Regions from separate parts of the Canis lupus genome. Here region 2 is linked to region 1. The links are chromatin contacts, called in public Hi-C maps. All regions are on one chromosome and are shown on one strand. The core of a region is the stretch at or near the end of the contact, and the rest is flanking DNA. Distances in the headings are between cores, read along the strand shown.

Evidence for each region. A called contact is a pair of places that touch in the nucleus more often than the background predicts.
Region 2: a Hi-C map of blood shows a contact between it and region 1, with 1.7 times the contacts expected there. The contact joins the enhancer-like site here to the promoter of NDFIP1 in region 1. A contact is called at or near these places in 2 of 9 Hi-C or Micro-C datasets (both in blood).

What each region holds. Positions count from the first base shown.
Region 1 is chr2:36,159,293-36,166,212 of UU_Cfam_GSD_1.0, reverse strand. NDFIP1 (NEDD4 family-interacting protein 1) reads right to left here and starts at 4,070. Exons shown (of 8, transcript XM_038530476.1): 1 at 3,820-4,070. The coding sequence starts at 3,882.
Region 2 is chr2:36,198,900-36,205,443 of UU_Cfam_GSD_1.0, reverse strand. NDFIP1 (NEDD4 family-interacting protein 1) reads right to left here. Exons shown (of 8, transcript XM_038530476.1): 4 at 4,625-4,712; 5 at 3,391-3,515; 6 at 1,379-1,445. Among named protein-coding and RNA genes, the nearest start is that of NDFIP1, 40 kb to the right of the region's middle. Within about 2 kb of position 1,978, at least 1 of the 20 cell types and tissues checked has an H3K27ac peak or open chromatin away from gene starts, as enhancers often do. A contact at or near this core is called in blood, where this site is marked.

The DNA of each region.
Region 1 (6,920 bases), core at 2,821-5,320:
TTTTTATGACAATTTTTTAAAGTTCAAAAAAAACAATTCTACTCATCTCAATATTTTTGGAAAAGTCTTCTTTGATCATTGGAATAGGCCACAAATACAGCAAAATAATCTCAAAATCTTGACATAACACTCTAAGGGGCATTCCTAGATATAATTACAACTTTTCAAACTAAAAAGATGAAACCACATGGGTGCTTTTCACTCCTTCCTCCAGGATCGTGATCTAACACTTCTGCATAAATATGGTTTGGCCTGGCAGAAAAGAAATTCTTTCCCTGATCTATGAAAACCTTCCTCCACAATCCTGAGAATTTATCTAAAAAGGTAGCATTCCCAGCGCAGCTCTACAAGGTCATCAGACTACATTACAAACTTATTAATGATGCTTACAAGTGGGTAACTTCTTCAGCAAGCAGTAAGCCTAAAACAAAACATCCTAGTCTATTTTGAAGCCTATATGGCAGTGTCATCGTGGCCTCCTTAGATTAGATTCAAATCCAAAGATCTCAAAACATTTCAGGAAGTATTTGGCAAAATTCATAAAATAGGCAAAGACATATTCCAGTGAGGCAGAGGGCTTGGAACGGTTGAAAAGGAATAAATGTCTGGAGAGACGGTGACGTATTACAGATTTCTCAACATGGGGCCTGCCTACACACACACCTTTCTGAAACAGTGCTTCTGAATATCTGAATATAAAAATCTCAGCTGCAAAAAACAAGAAAAAATAAAGCCACAGGAACCTATGAGCCCAGGCTTTCTGTGCAGTCTGTCACAATGCTAAATTCAAGTTGTGCGTAGTGCACTACCAATAAAAGAAATCATAAAGGCAAAACTGTGTTTGCATTTAGTAATGAATCACACAGTCTTCCACTGCATTTATTTACTAGAGAACCAGCTCTATTTGATGAACCAGATCAAGAAGTCAGAACTGCCTTTTGTGACTAGAGTATCATGCTCCTATCAAGTTGCCTGAACAATTCATCAACATTCTATAATGCAAAAGCCTTTTAAATATGTATGTATACTCTCTGACCAAGCATTTCCACATCTAAAAATTTATAGGGAACCCTGGGTGGCGCAGCGGTTTGGCGCCTGCCTTTGGCCCAGGGCGCGATCCTGGAGACCCGGGATCGAGTCCCACGTCGGGCTCCCGGTGCATGGAGCCTGCTTCTCCCTCTGCCTATGTCTCTGCCTCTCTCTCTCTCTGTGTGACTATCATAAATAAATAAAAATTTTTAAAAAAATGGTTCATTAAAAAAAATAAAAATAAATAAAAATTTATACTCAGGAAAAGAGATATAGATGTACACAAAAGAAACTTCAGTGAATAAAAAAATTATGAACACACTTAGTGGCCAACAATAGGCAACTGACTTGAACTATGTACAACCAGTTACATGCAATGCAGACATGAAAATACTACCCTATTTTATACATCTATATGCCTCTGTACATACATGTGAACAAATACATGTACATGCAAACTTGTGAATGCACATGTGTCTGAGAACATGACACATATGGGCACAGTGGATGTATAAATGTATACATGTGCACATATGCACAAAATGTGTACAAGTAAAACCAGGGGGCTCGTGGAATGGTACATGTGTACAAAGATGTGCCTGTATATATATCCATGGATACATGAGAAAATATATATGCACATATATATATGCTAATGCACATGCCTATATTTGGAACATGAGCCTGTGTTTTAAGTAGGTGAGTGTGTATTTATCCTTGTAATCACTACTTAGAGGCTGTGACCTTGAGCAAGTTAATGAGCCTCTTGGAGTCTTGACTTTGTCATCTATACAATAATACCAAACCTTGCCTCATGGGAGTTCCATGAGGATTAGGGAAATAATGGATGTAAAGTCCTCAGTACCGTGATTGGCACATAGTAAATGCTCAGTCAATATTAGCTTTCCTTATCTGTACACATGTATACTGATTTATATTTATGTATATTTACATACCTATAAGTCCACAAAGATACACATCAAAATACTAATTTTGGTTACCTATGGGTGATAAATTTTTACTGTGGGTTTTTTTTTTAGGGGGGGTAGCTTTCATATTTTGCAATTTTTCTAGGAAGATTATTTTTTTCATGCTGTTTTTTGGAGGTTATTTCTTCAACATAATGATTTTCAAAAATAAAATAAAGATGACCTGTCCCTGACACACCTCAATTCTGCATATTTAAAGCTGTTAAATATAAATATTACACCAAGGAATACATAGTTTTGATACTCCACCAAATTTTTTGTATTCCAGCAATATGTCAGCATTACCTAATAGCTCAAGAAGATGGCAGTACAAAGAAAAGCCACAGCTTTTTCCTTGTTTGCCTTTTACAAAACAGGATGAAAAGAATGAATTAGATCACAGTGTGGGGTACAAGTGATTTTTGAACACTCTGGTGACAGTTAAGTGACATCTGTCATTTGTATTTTATTAAAGCAGGGAGAAACCCTCACCCAAGGTCATACAAAAAAAAAAAAAAAAAAAGCATGTGCCAGACCACAGGCTGTGAGAGATCTGAGGACTAAACTGCATTGCCACGGTCTGGGCATGTTTATGAAACCAAGAAGCTAAATTCTTAACCAGTCATTTCAGAAGTCCGGCTGGAGGAGGGAGGAAATTACTACACAGGGCTGATGACAGCAAAACAAACTGGTAACTGGCTGCACTGAGTTAATCTAGATGTTTTAATCAGACTGGTTTTCGTTATTTCTGAAATACAAAGCTGTAGATCATCAATGATAGGGCATCTAATTTCATAAAAGCACGACTGATATTTGTATGCAAATTATACCAAGAAACATCTGATAGGACAAAACGCAAACAGTTATCAGCGGTTCCAATCAACACCAGTTCCTACCTGGCTTAATTCCCACAATTAAGATGTGTTAGGTTAAACAGCACTAAAAATCCTGCAGATGGTCTCTGAATTTCCGAGGGGAGCCCAGCTAGTAGAACAAGCAGCTCTTTTCCCTAGGGCCTCAATTTATAAATTATAACCGGGATAATACTCCAATCAATCCCTATACATTTCCTCCCCAGCCATGCTATTAAATCTCCTTAAACGTCATTTCCAAGCTTTTAAAACACACACCCAGGCACACGCCCTGCAGCCTTCAGCGAGCTCACGACGTTCCGGGGCACTGCCCCAGCTAAACAGCGCCTTTCCCAGACCTACTGCAAACTGCAGACTTGCCTCTCGTCTCATTTTTGACTTTTGTCTTAAAACAGAGGCGCGGGGGAGGGGAGGAGGGGGATGGGTTTCGACAAACAGACTAGGCTCTGAAACCCCCCGAGCAATCGCATCTCGTCACGGGGAGCTGTCGGCCGCAGTGGCAGCGATTTTAATCTTTTCTCTCCACCCAGTTTCCTTTTCCATCTCACGCTTCATCGCCTTCTTTCTCTTCTTCCCCATGACATCAAACCAGAGGTGCAGAAAGGGAAACTGCATGCCCCCGCGTGGGCGCCGCCCCGAGGGTCGCGGGCTCCGACTCGGCGGCCCGCCCGCCGCGAGAAGTGCGGGGCGACGCCGCGGGCCGGAGGTTTTCCGCCGCCCGGGTGCCGCCCCGGGTCGCGGAGGGCCGGGCCGGGCCGGGCCGGGCCGGGCCCGCGGCGGCCTCGACTCCGAGCCCGCGGCCCGCCCAGGCCCGCCAAGCCGCGGCGTCGCGTCGGCCACAGGCCGGGCCGGAGACGCCAGAAGTGGCCGGCGGGCAGGGGGGCGGGCCGGGGGCGGCGGGGGCCGGGGGGCCGGGGGCCGGGGGCCGGGCCGGACTCGGCGCTGCTCACCTGCTGGTACCGGCTGCCGCAGGCCGGCTCCACCGCCGCCAGCGCCGCCAACGCCAACGCCATGGCGCAGCCGGCCGCAGAGGAGGAAGGCGGGCGAGCGGGCGAGCGAGCTCTAGGGGCGCGGGCGCTGCGGCCTGGGAGCGCGGGGAGGCCGAGGGGACGCGCCTCGCGTGGGTCTCGGTGGCCGCCGCCGCTTCCAGGCAAGCCGCCCTCCTCGGGTTGTGAGCGCCGCCGCCGCCGAGGCTCCGACGCGGCCCCTGGGGAGGAGGCGGGGACGCCGCCGACGACGCTGCGCCGCCGCCCCGCCCCGCCCCGCCCCGCCCCCGCCGCGCGCCCGGGCCCGGCCTCGGCCTCGCCCCGCCGAGCCGCCGCCCGGGGTGGGGTCCGGCCGGCGTCCCGCGCGCCGAGCTGCGGCCCGAGCGAGCCCCGCGCCTTCCCCGAGCGCTCTCCTCTAGCCCTCCCCACACCGCGACGTGGGGCCGCGGCCCGGCGGAGGAGGCCGTCGGCGCCCGGGGAGGCTGACACCCCGGCACGGCCGCGACCGGGGCTCCCTGGGACCGCTGCACCCGCTCGGTTCTCGTCCAAGCCCCGGCTTGTCTGCCATCGTCCTAGATCAGGGACTGCCAACCGGTCCGGTGGCGGTGGAAAGCAGAAGAAATTCATGTTTCATTGTGCATAAATGAAGTCTTACCGGAGCACAGCCGTTCGTTCCCATGTTGGGTACGGCCAGCAATCCCTAAAATACTTACTCTCTGACCCATTACAGAAGAGTTTCCTGACACTACACCCTCCAGAACTCCTTTAGTAAAGATCTCAAACAAGCACTACTTAGGATGGATGATGATAACAGCATTCTCCTTTTTGTGCAGCCCTTTAGTATTCTAACAGCCTCATCTGTGGATAAGACATGTTATTTCCATGTATGCATGCATGTAAATAAATCCACCCGGCCTGGAGCCCAACTCGGCTTGAACTCACAACCCTGAGATCAAGATCGCAGCTGAAATCAGGAGTTGGGCTCTTAACCCACCGAGCCACCGAGGAGCCAGGACATGATACTTTTCTGAACCAAAAGCTCTCTGAGGAGGTGACATGGAAGGCCAGACTCCAAAGATTCAGCCCTGCTGAGAGCTGAGAACACGTGCAAAGGCTGTGAGGGAGCCACAGGTTGCTTTGCGGAAGGACTGGAAGAGGCAGGCAGGACTGCCCTAGGGGAGATACAATAACCAATGTTTCCCAAAAGAGGAAATTAAGCTTGAAGAAATTAAATATCTTGCCCAAGAACACAGAGCTAGGGAGGGGAAACCTGGAATGTAAACCAATGAAACCAGCATTGTTAACTATTATCGTGCAACTCAATTATAAACTCTGTGAGGAGGAAAGTATGTCTCTCTTAAATATTTTTATATATCCCGCAGCATCCAGCGCAGCATGGCTATACAGCAGGCATGTGAGGTCTGCTGTTTCCTTCTGTCATACCCAGCCACCTGGAATTGCTTCTACCCACATGTCCAACCCAGAAAAACCTGAGTTTTTGAAGCTTGTTGCAATTCCTCTTTCTTCTTGATTGCCTTTCCGAGTGAATAGTCTAGGGTTGGCATTAGTATGATTATTGTTTTAGCTTCTAATTTTCAAGCTTAGGTGACTACATATTTTTGAACAGAGCTGTGTTTTTAAACTACCCTGAGGTTTCTACATGTACGAGCCAACTGTAATCCATAAAGATTCTAGATCTTTATCTTCCTCACTTTAAGATCTCTACCGGTTTCCAATCTCCTACAGGTCTGTCCCAATATCCAAGTGTTAACCTCTCATATTCACACTTTGGGGGAGTGGGCAAATCCAGCAAGATGCCAGTCTGAGAATCTCAAAGTGGTACACTCCTTACTCTGTCTCATAGCTGTTTTTAATTCAGAGAAACAACTTTTAGGTGTAATAAGGTACAGTGAATCATTCTATACAAAATGTCCTACTTCATGGTCTTACATAAGGAAAAAAGTGTTTCATTTGAAATGCTTTAAAATCTCACCAACAGAAAGTAGAAATCCAGATTTCTTTGCCCAGATTATCTAAATTTACACGTAAGAAGGAATAAAAAAGATGTCTGTGCTGCCGCATATGGCTATTGGTGCAACAGCTGCCATCTTTACGCATGTCTACGGCGTGGTGACGTTTGTGGAAAAGATGTTGCTACCCTGCCCGTCTACTTCTTTCCTAAATTATTTTCTCCCTCAACAGCGATACACTCCCTGGATATGAACATAATATAAATACTGGGCTTTCTCACTGAAATATTTTCTCTCAAAAGAAAAAAAAAAAAGTCCAGCTTCCAATCTCCCTTTCCTAATCCTTTTGCTGGTACCCTGAACCAAAATGTCTTGTGTTAACAGTGAAGTCTTGGTCTTTTTTTTTTCCCTCTGAGTTCCCCCCACAGCCTTTAATAAGTAAATGGAGATGATTTGTGTTGATTCAATGGATGGGTAAATTGGGAAGTTGAGAAACTGAGTCAGTGCTGTATAAGGTCTCCAGTTGGCAAGCAAACTGTACAGTGAAGGGGAAAACTGAATTTCTGACTCATGGATCCGTGCCTGCTGCAAGCCAAGCAGACAGAAAAGATAATCCAAGGCTATAAAAATTGCACTCTTTGGCTTCATCTGGAGATGTTGTCAAAGAGAGTTTCCACAGAGAAAGTTATTAATTTCAGATTGCTGCACTTAGAAACTATTTCCCCACAGAATGGCAGTAATATTTTCCATGTGCAATATTTTTTATGTGAATTGCTGACTCTGAATCATCCATCCTGAGAGAGAAGAGAAATATTATGGACAAGTAAGAACATACCTCACGTCTGTTTCTCTACCGGAACCCCCACCCTCCCAGATTTAGATAAAAATCTCCTCCAGAAGAGATGTGGTCTTCTGTCTTTCACATCCACCTGAGGCCTGTCCTAGGCAGTACCGAGCTCAATAAGTAACAGAGAAGGGTTTGTTAAACTTTAAACAAAGCACCATTGGTCTAATATCTCATTTCAGGCCTTGAATGTCTCCAGCTAGTCTTTACAGGGCTCCAACTGAACTCATGAGTTTTCATTTCCACTTACT
Region 2 (6,544 bases), core at 729-3,228, 41 kb before region 1:
ACAAACAGACTACAATTACAGGCTGGTTGTAGTTCATAGACTGTCAGCTTGAGAGCTCTGTGTGGGCCTGTTCCTTGCAACAAAACACAACCCCCAAAATTGGTTCTTTCCGCAAGAAAAATTCTAAAAATGACCCAAACACTGTGTCCAAACGCACAAATGATATCCAAAGCCTCACTGTTTTTCTGCTTACTAGTGAACAGTAAGATAGACAGAATGATCAATTAATTACAAGTATTATAAATTCATCTTCCATGAAACTTTAATATAGGAAGATAATTAAGTTTCTTTAAATTATCTATGCTGTCAACGATCAACCTGAAAATATGCTTAGTGGCTCTTTTTTCGGTCCATTCAGTATTTGGCTTGGGGGAAAAAGGAGAGGTAGCCTTTTTCTTAAAGATACAATTTTGTGAATAAGCAACCCAGAAACTATTCCTTAAAGTAACTCTTCTCTGGGCATTTTTATTATTAAGCATCTTAATAATTAAGGGTGGGGGGAAATCATGACTTCTCTTTCCGTGAAATTTCAATGACCATTATTAGCAGAGTAGATGATGCTGTTGGAGAGGTGGGGGCTGATATGATGTAAGACTTGTATTTTCCAATTAAATTTTATGTTCAGCAATGCATGGTCTATCACCACAGGCAAAGCAGGTAAGTCCTGAGTGTATTAAGCAACTACTGGACAGGGGTGTACACTGTACTAACCAGATCCATCAGCAGCATTGCCACCAGGGATCTTAATTAAGGAGGCAATAAGAAGGCCCTAAACAGGACACGGGAAAAGTGATATCAAAGAAGCAGGTGAGGCCATTATACCATCTTAAACAGCTACAGGATGGCTCTGCTATAATTCTGTAGAATACAGAATTACATACATATATGTATTCTATAGGCCTCATTGCAAAATCATTCTTATTCTCACCAAAGAATTCTGGAAACCCAATACTGATTCCTCCGGAAGTTCTGTCAAGCAAAGCTATACATTTTGTTTCCTGCTGACAGAGTCAACTGAAAATTGGCCACATAGACTCCTGAGTAGTTCAACTGGTTACAATCTTTTGTGAACCCTTTTATGGCAGTAATTATCCAGGAGAAAATAACCGACAGACTATAAAGTCATCTTATTAGTATGTCCACCGGTCACATGGGAAATCTGAGAAATATGTATGAATGGGTTAGGAAAAAAAAAAAATCGACCACCAAGAGACGCTTTATTAATATAATAATGGTGATGGCAACCTAATCTTTAAGAAATATTTTTAAAAATTATTTATTAGGGTTGGAAGGAAGATGAGGGTTTACTAAAAGTAATTTTACTTCTAAAATTTAACACTATCTTTTCTCTCCACTGTCTATGTTAAAAAGCACTTACCTAAAACCAGGAACACCCACCAGAGCCAGTACTGACCATCAAAATATCCAGGGAAATAGGTGGAAAACTGAAAAATAAAGCAAATAAGTTTGTTTGTTTATTTTTATAATGAGGTTAAAACCTCATTTTCTTTTTTAAAGATTTTCATTTATTCATGAGAGAGAGAGAGAGAGAGAGAGAGAGGCAGAGACACAGTCAGAGGGAGAAGCAGGCCCCACGCAGAGAGCCTAATGTGGAACTTGATCCCGGGACTCCAGGATCACACCCCAGACCAAAGGCAGGCGCTAAACCTCTGAGCCACCCAGGGATCTCCCTAGAAATATGTTTTGATGAAACTTTTACTTTGCTTACTCAGTCCCAAAACTATTTGTTCTTGGTATGCCTCAACCTTGGAAGCTTTACTATGAATATCATAATAATCCCCCATTCCTTTGCCAAATAATGGCACATTCTGGTCATTGGGAAGTGAGGGTTGCTGAGGTTTTCTTGCACTTAGAAAAGAAAGAGAAGAAATAAGTTTTCTTTCTTCTGCTGAACACAGCTGTGCTTCTGATGTGATGCCTGAAACTGCCATAGCCATTTGAATCCTGAGGGAGGAGCACCTCTACCAATAGGACAGCAATCGTCCCTAATGATGTCACTGAATAAGCAAAACAGATATGGTGATCCTCCATGTCAGGACTTGTTTTCATGGGAAATAAATTTTTCCCACTGTTTTCTAAGCCATTTTGAGCTCAGTTTTCTATTACTCAGACAAAGCCATCCTGATACAAGTTGATTCATTCAATTCAGTTTTAACATTTTAGTCAGCTTAGTGAAACTTCTGGTTAAAAAAAAAAGACTGCTAACTAATGTTATCTGTTTTCTATTGGGGGCTTTATTATCTGAAAATTTAATGCAGTTTGAGCATTAAAATACAGTATTTGGGCAGCCCGGGTGACTCAGCGGTTTAGCACCGCCTTGTCGGGCTCCCCTCCATGGAGCCTGCTTCTCCTGTCTCTGCCTCTCTCTCTCTCTGTCATGAATAAATAAATAAATAAATCTTTTTAAAAAATCCTTTAAAAAAATACAGTATTTTATTTCTTAATAGGAATAACAATTTAAGATTTAGGGAGGGAATGAAAAAGCTCTTTAGTGCTTGGGTTCTTCACCTAAGTCCATGTCTTAGATGAGTATGTATTAGCTGCTTGGGGGAAAAAGTTCCTAACTCCTAAAAGATTCTCAAAGGAACTCAGAATCCTAAAAATGTTAACAACTGGTCAGAATAAATACATATGAAAAAGTCCAGTGTCCAGTCAATACCCAATAATTAGTTAATAATGACAATTAATGATGAATACATTGATTTTATCTATTAAGTTGACAAAAGCAATAAACTTACCTGAAATCACAATATATTTTAAGAGATTAGATCTTTTAAAGTATAAATTACTTCAGTAATTTGGACTACCTGATAACTCCCAAATCACTGAAGATTTCTAATATATTTTAGAGATAAGGCCCCCCCAATGGAGTAGCACTTGTAAACAATTTCAGTTCCAAAACATTTTGGCAGAACCAACGATGCTGCTAATAAACAACCCTGGAAGGGAGGGAGAAAGGAGAGAGAAGCAAAGAGCAGGAAAGAGGGAAGAAGAAAAACCAAAACTTCAGTAGAATTAATGTGAGGAATGCCTGCTTTTGATGAGACACCAAAGAAGTGGTATTTTCTTTTTATTACAAAAACTAATTTCAGAACAAACACACATTATAGACATTAACAGCAGAGAAAGCAAATTGTGAACATCCTATAGGATGTTGCCTTGGGACACCAATATTCACTAGATTTAACTATAAAACTTACACGCATGAACCATCTGCAACTGATTTAGGTTCAACTTCATGAAACCAGAACAAAGACAAACCTAAAATCATTTTAAATGTAGAAATAATGTGAAAAGAAAAAAATCAAATAATCAGTTATTCTACTGATTGTTTCTCTACAGGGTCTATATTTTCTGGTATAAACTTACCCTGACAATCAGGATCCACTTAATTAGAGAGAGACCAAATCCTGAAATGGCCCCATACCTTCCTGCAGCTGAGGTGGTCAGGCAAAAAGACAGAAAAAATCCAATCCAGTTAAAGAGGAATGCCACTGTAAGAGAGAAGAAAAAAAACCCTGTGAGACACACATCCTGTTACCCAAGAAGCAAGAGTGCCCTCTACATGTGCTTTTGCTTCAATGGGTTTTCCAGGGATAAAAGACAGCCCCAGCCCAGCCCACCCACCATAACCCTTGCCTTATCTCCCCCCAAAAATCTATTCTCTGTCCTCTTCCCCAAAACAAACAAGAAATCGTCTGCTCTGAATATCAGGTAATTACATTATGTCTACTGCTATTCACTTTCAAAAATGCCTTAACATTCACCAAACTGTATACTTAGGACTTGTACACTTCAGTAAATAAAATCTGATTCAGGTTTTTCATCTTTCTATGAATTCTGACAGCTTCATAACACACCACCTTTAAAAGCACTGCATTTCCTTTATATCTTATCTTTTTAATATAGCAAATAAAAAATAGTCACTCACTTCTAAGTGACACATGGAAAGATGAATGCAAAAATAACATGAAGGAGGGGCAGCCCGGTTGGCTCAGCTGTTTAGCGCCACCTTCAGCCCAGGGCCTGATCCTGGAGACCCGGGATCAAGTCCCGCATCGGGCTCCCTGCGTGGAGCCTGCTTCTGCTTCTGCCTGTGTCCCTGCCTCTCTTTCTCTTTCTCTATCTCTGTGTCTCTCATGAATAAATAAATAAAATCTTAAAACAAAACAAAAAACAACAAAAATAACATGAAGGAGGCAAAAAAAAGTTCAGTTGACTTTGATCTGTCAGAAAATAGAAGCATGCAAAAAAATCCATCAGATTAATAATAATAAGGCCTTTAATTCCTACTCTACAGGTCAGGTACGAGTCAGAGCAATGCTAAGGGTCTTTGCGGACCTAAAAGATGAGGCTTAGTTCATAAAAAAATATAGCATTCCCCAAACTGCTTCAGTTATATTTTCTATATTCATAGAAATAGAAGATAAACAGAATATTAAGATAAAAGTGAACTAAGCTCTGAACATCTTAGTAAAAGGCATCAAATAAACATATATATTAAAATAATAGTTCAACTAGTCATTTTAATTCAGTCATATTCACCCATAATTCAAAGCACTCTGATTTGTGGGAAGTGGTTCTGCTATGTGTATTTACTTACTGAAAAAAGTTAACATGAAAATCCCATCATTTCCTATCCTCAGCTGGTCAGCATCATCAAAGTCATCCCGACCCACAAAATCCTCATCCTAAATGAAAAGAGAAAGAGTAAGGTAAATTCCCAATGAATTATTCATAAGCAAATGAAAGGCATCACAAAAAGGGGATAAAAATGAGTACAAAGAGAAAATTTACTGAGTTGGCTCAATTTAAAACTATGAACATTAAAAGGCTCATTATGTGTTAAAAATTTCATTTTGTCTTTTAAGACAATTAGAGAAGAAACAAAACTTTCTTCTATTTCTATAGGTTTTTTTTTTTTTTTAAAGATTTTATTTATTTATTCATGGGAGACACAGAGAGAGAGAGAAAGAGGCAGAGACAGAGGCAGAGGGAGAAGCAGGCTCCATGCAGGGAGCCCTATGTGGGACTCGATCCTGGGACCCCAGGATCATGCCCTGAGCCAAAGGCAGACGCCCAAGCACTGAGCCACCCAGGCATCCCTATCTTTATAGTTTTCTAAATGAATTGTTCATTTTATAACCCAAGTTCTTTAACAATGAGGTTCAAAAATTATAAAGTTCAACGAGAAGTATTCACTCATATTTATCTAAAGAAAAGATATCTATTTGGCTTAAATTTGGCTTACGTTCTAGAATTAGTAATCCAGGGCCTGCTGGGGGGCCCAGAATATTAGTAATCCAGAACCTATTAAGAAACTGAAATGCTTTGTGAGACATGGGAGAAAAAGGATAGAATGATCACATATGAAGAGGCTCAGGGCTGCCCACAGCTCAACTCCATGACCCATCTGTTCACATTAGCAGATAGGTCTGAAACAACCACACTTCCAAGCTTATTGGCAAATAGCATCTTTTCCATCCTAACTTGAAATCAAAATACTCCAAGTCTAGAAGGAACATGATCCTCACCAACATTAACATCAACTATGTGTCCCACCTTTTCAACTGATGTACATTATATGTTGAGATACTGAAAAACGTATGAATACATACTTAAAAGTTACATGTATACACAGTTCAATTCAATAAAAGTTCCCCAAATGAGGGCAGCCCCAGTGGCTCAGCAGTGTAGCGCCGCCTTCGGCCTAAGGTGTGATCCTGGAGACCCGGGATTGAGTCACATGTTGGGCTCCCTGAATGGAGCCTGCTTTCTCCCTCTGTCTGTGTCTGTGCCCCTCTCTCTGTGTCTCTCATGAATAAATAAAATCTTAAAAAATAAATAAATAAAATAAAGGTTCCCCAAATGAAAAAAAAGAAACAACAAATCTTTAGGACAATCCAAACTCTCCCTACGCAGATAAAAAGGGGGTGGGAAGCCCATAACAAGCTGTGGTTTGCCTAGGTAGGGGGTTACTGGAGAACGAAGTGTCAGTGGCAGCTTCCATTTCTAATAACACATTACTTCTGTTAGAAATTCTTACAATAATGTATTTGGCTTATATTTTTTTTAAATATTAAATACCCAGTTTCTGACTTCCTATTAAGAAAAATAATGCTTTGCCTAATTATTAGACACTAATTAGTTTTTTTGCATCAATACTCAAAGATATACTACAAAAGGACATGGAAGTAATTTCTAGTAATAATAATATTACAGGTGCCTTCTAACTGTTCTTGCTGTCCTGGGTATCTCTACTACTAGACTCCTACAAATTGTTGCTGACTTAATGTTTCCTAAAACACCATTCTTGTCTTACCACATTCCTGCTAAAAAACTGAAACAGTCTGTGTGACCTCTATGTAAGTCTAAATGCCTCAGCATAGCATTCAGAACACTCCACAACCTATAGTCTGGTCATAAATTCTTTGCTCAAGCAAAATCAATTTCTACATTCACAGACCCTACCCCCTACCAGGCTCAATTCACATCTGCTTTCTGCCCTTTCCCCTCTGGAATG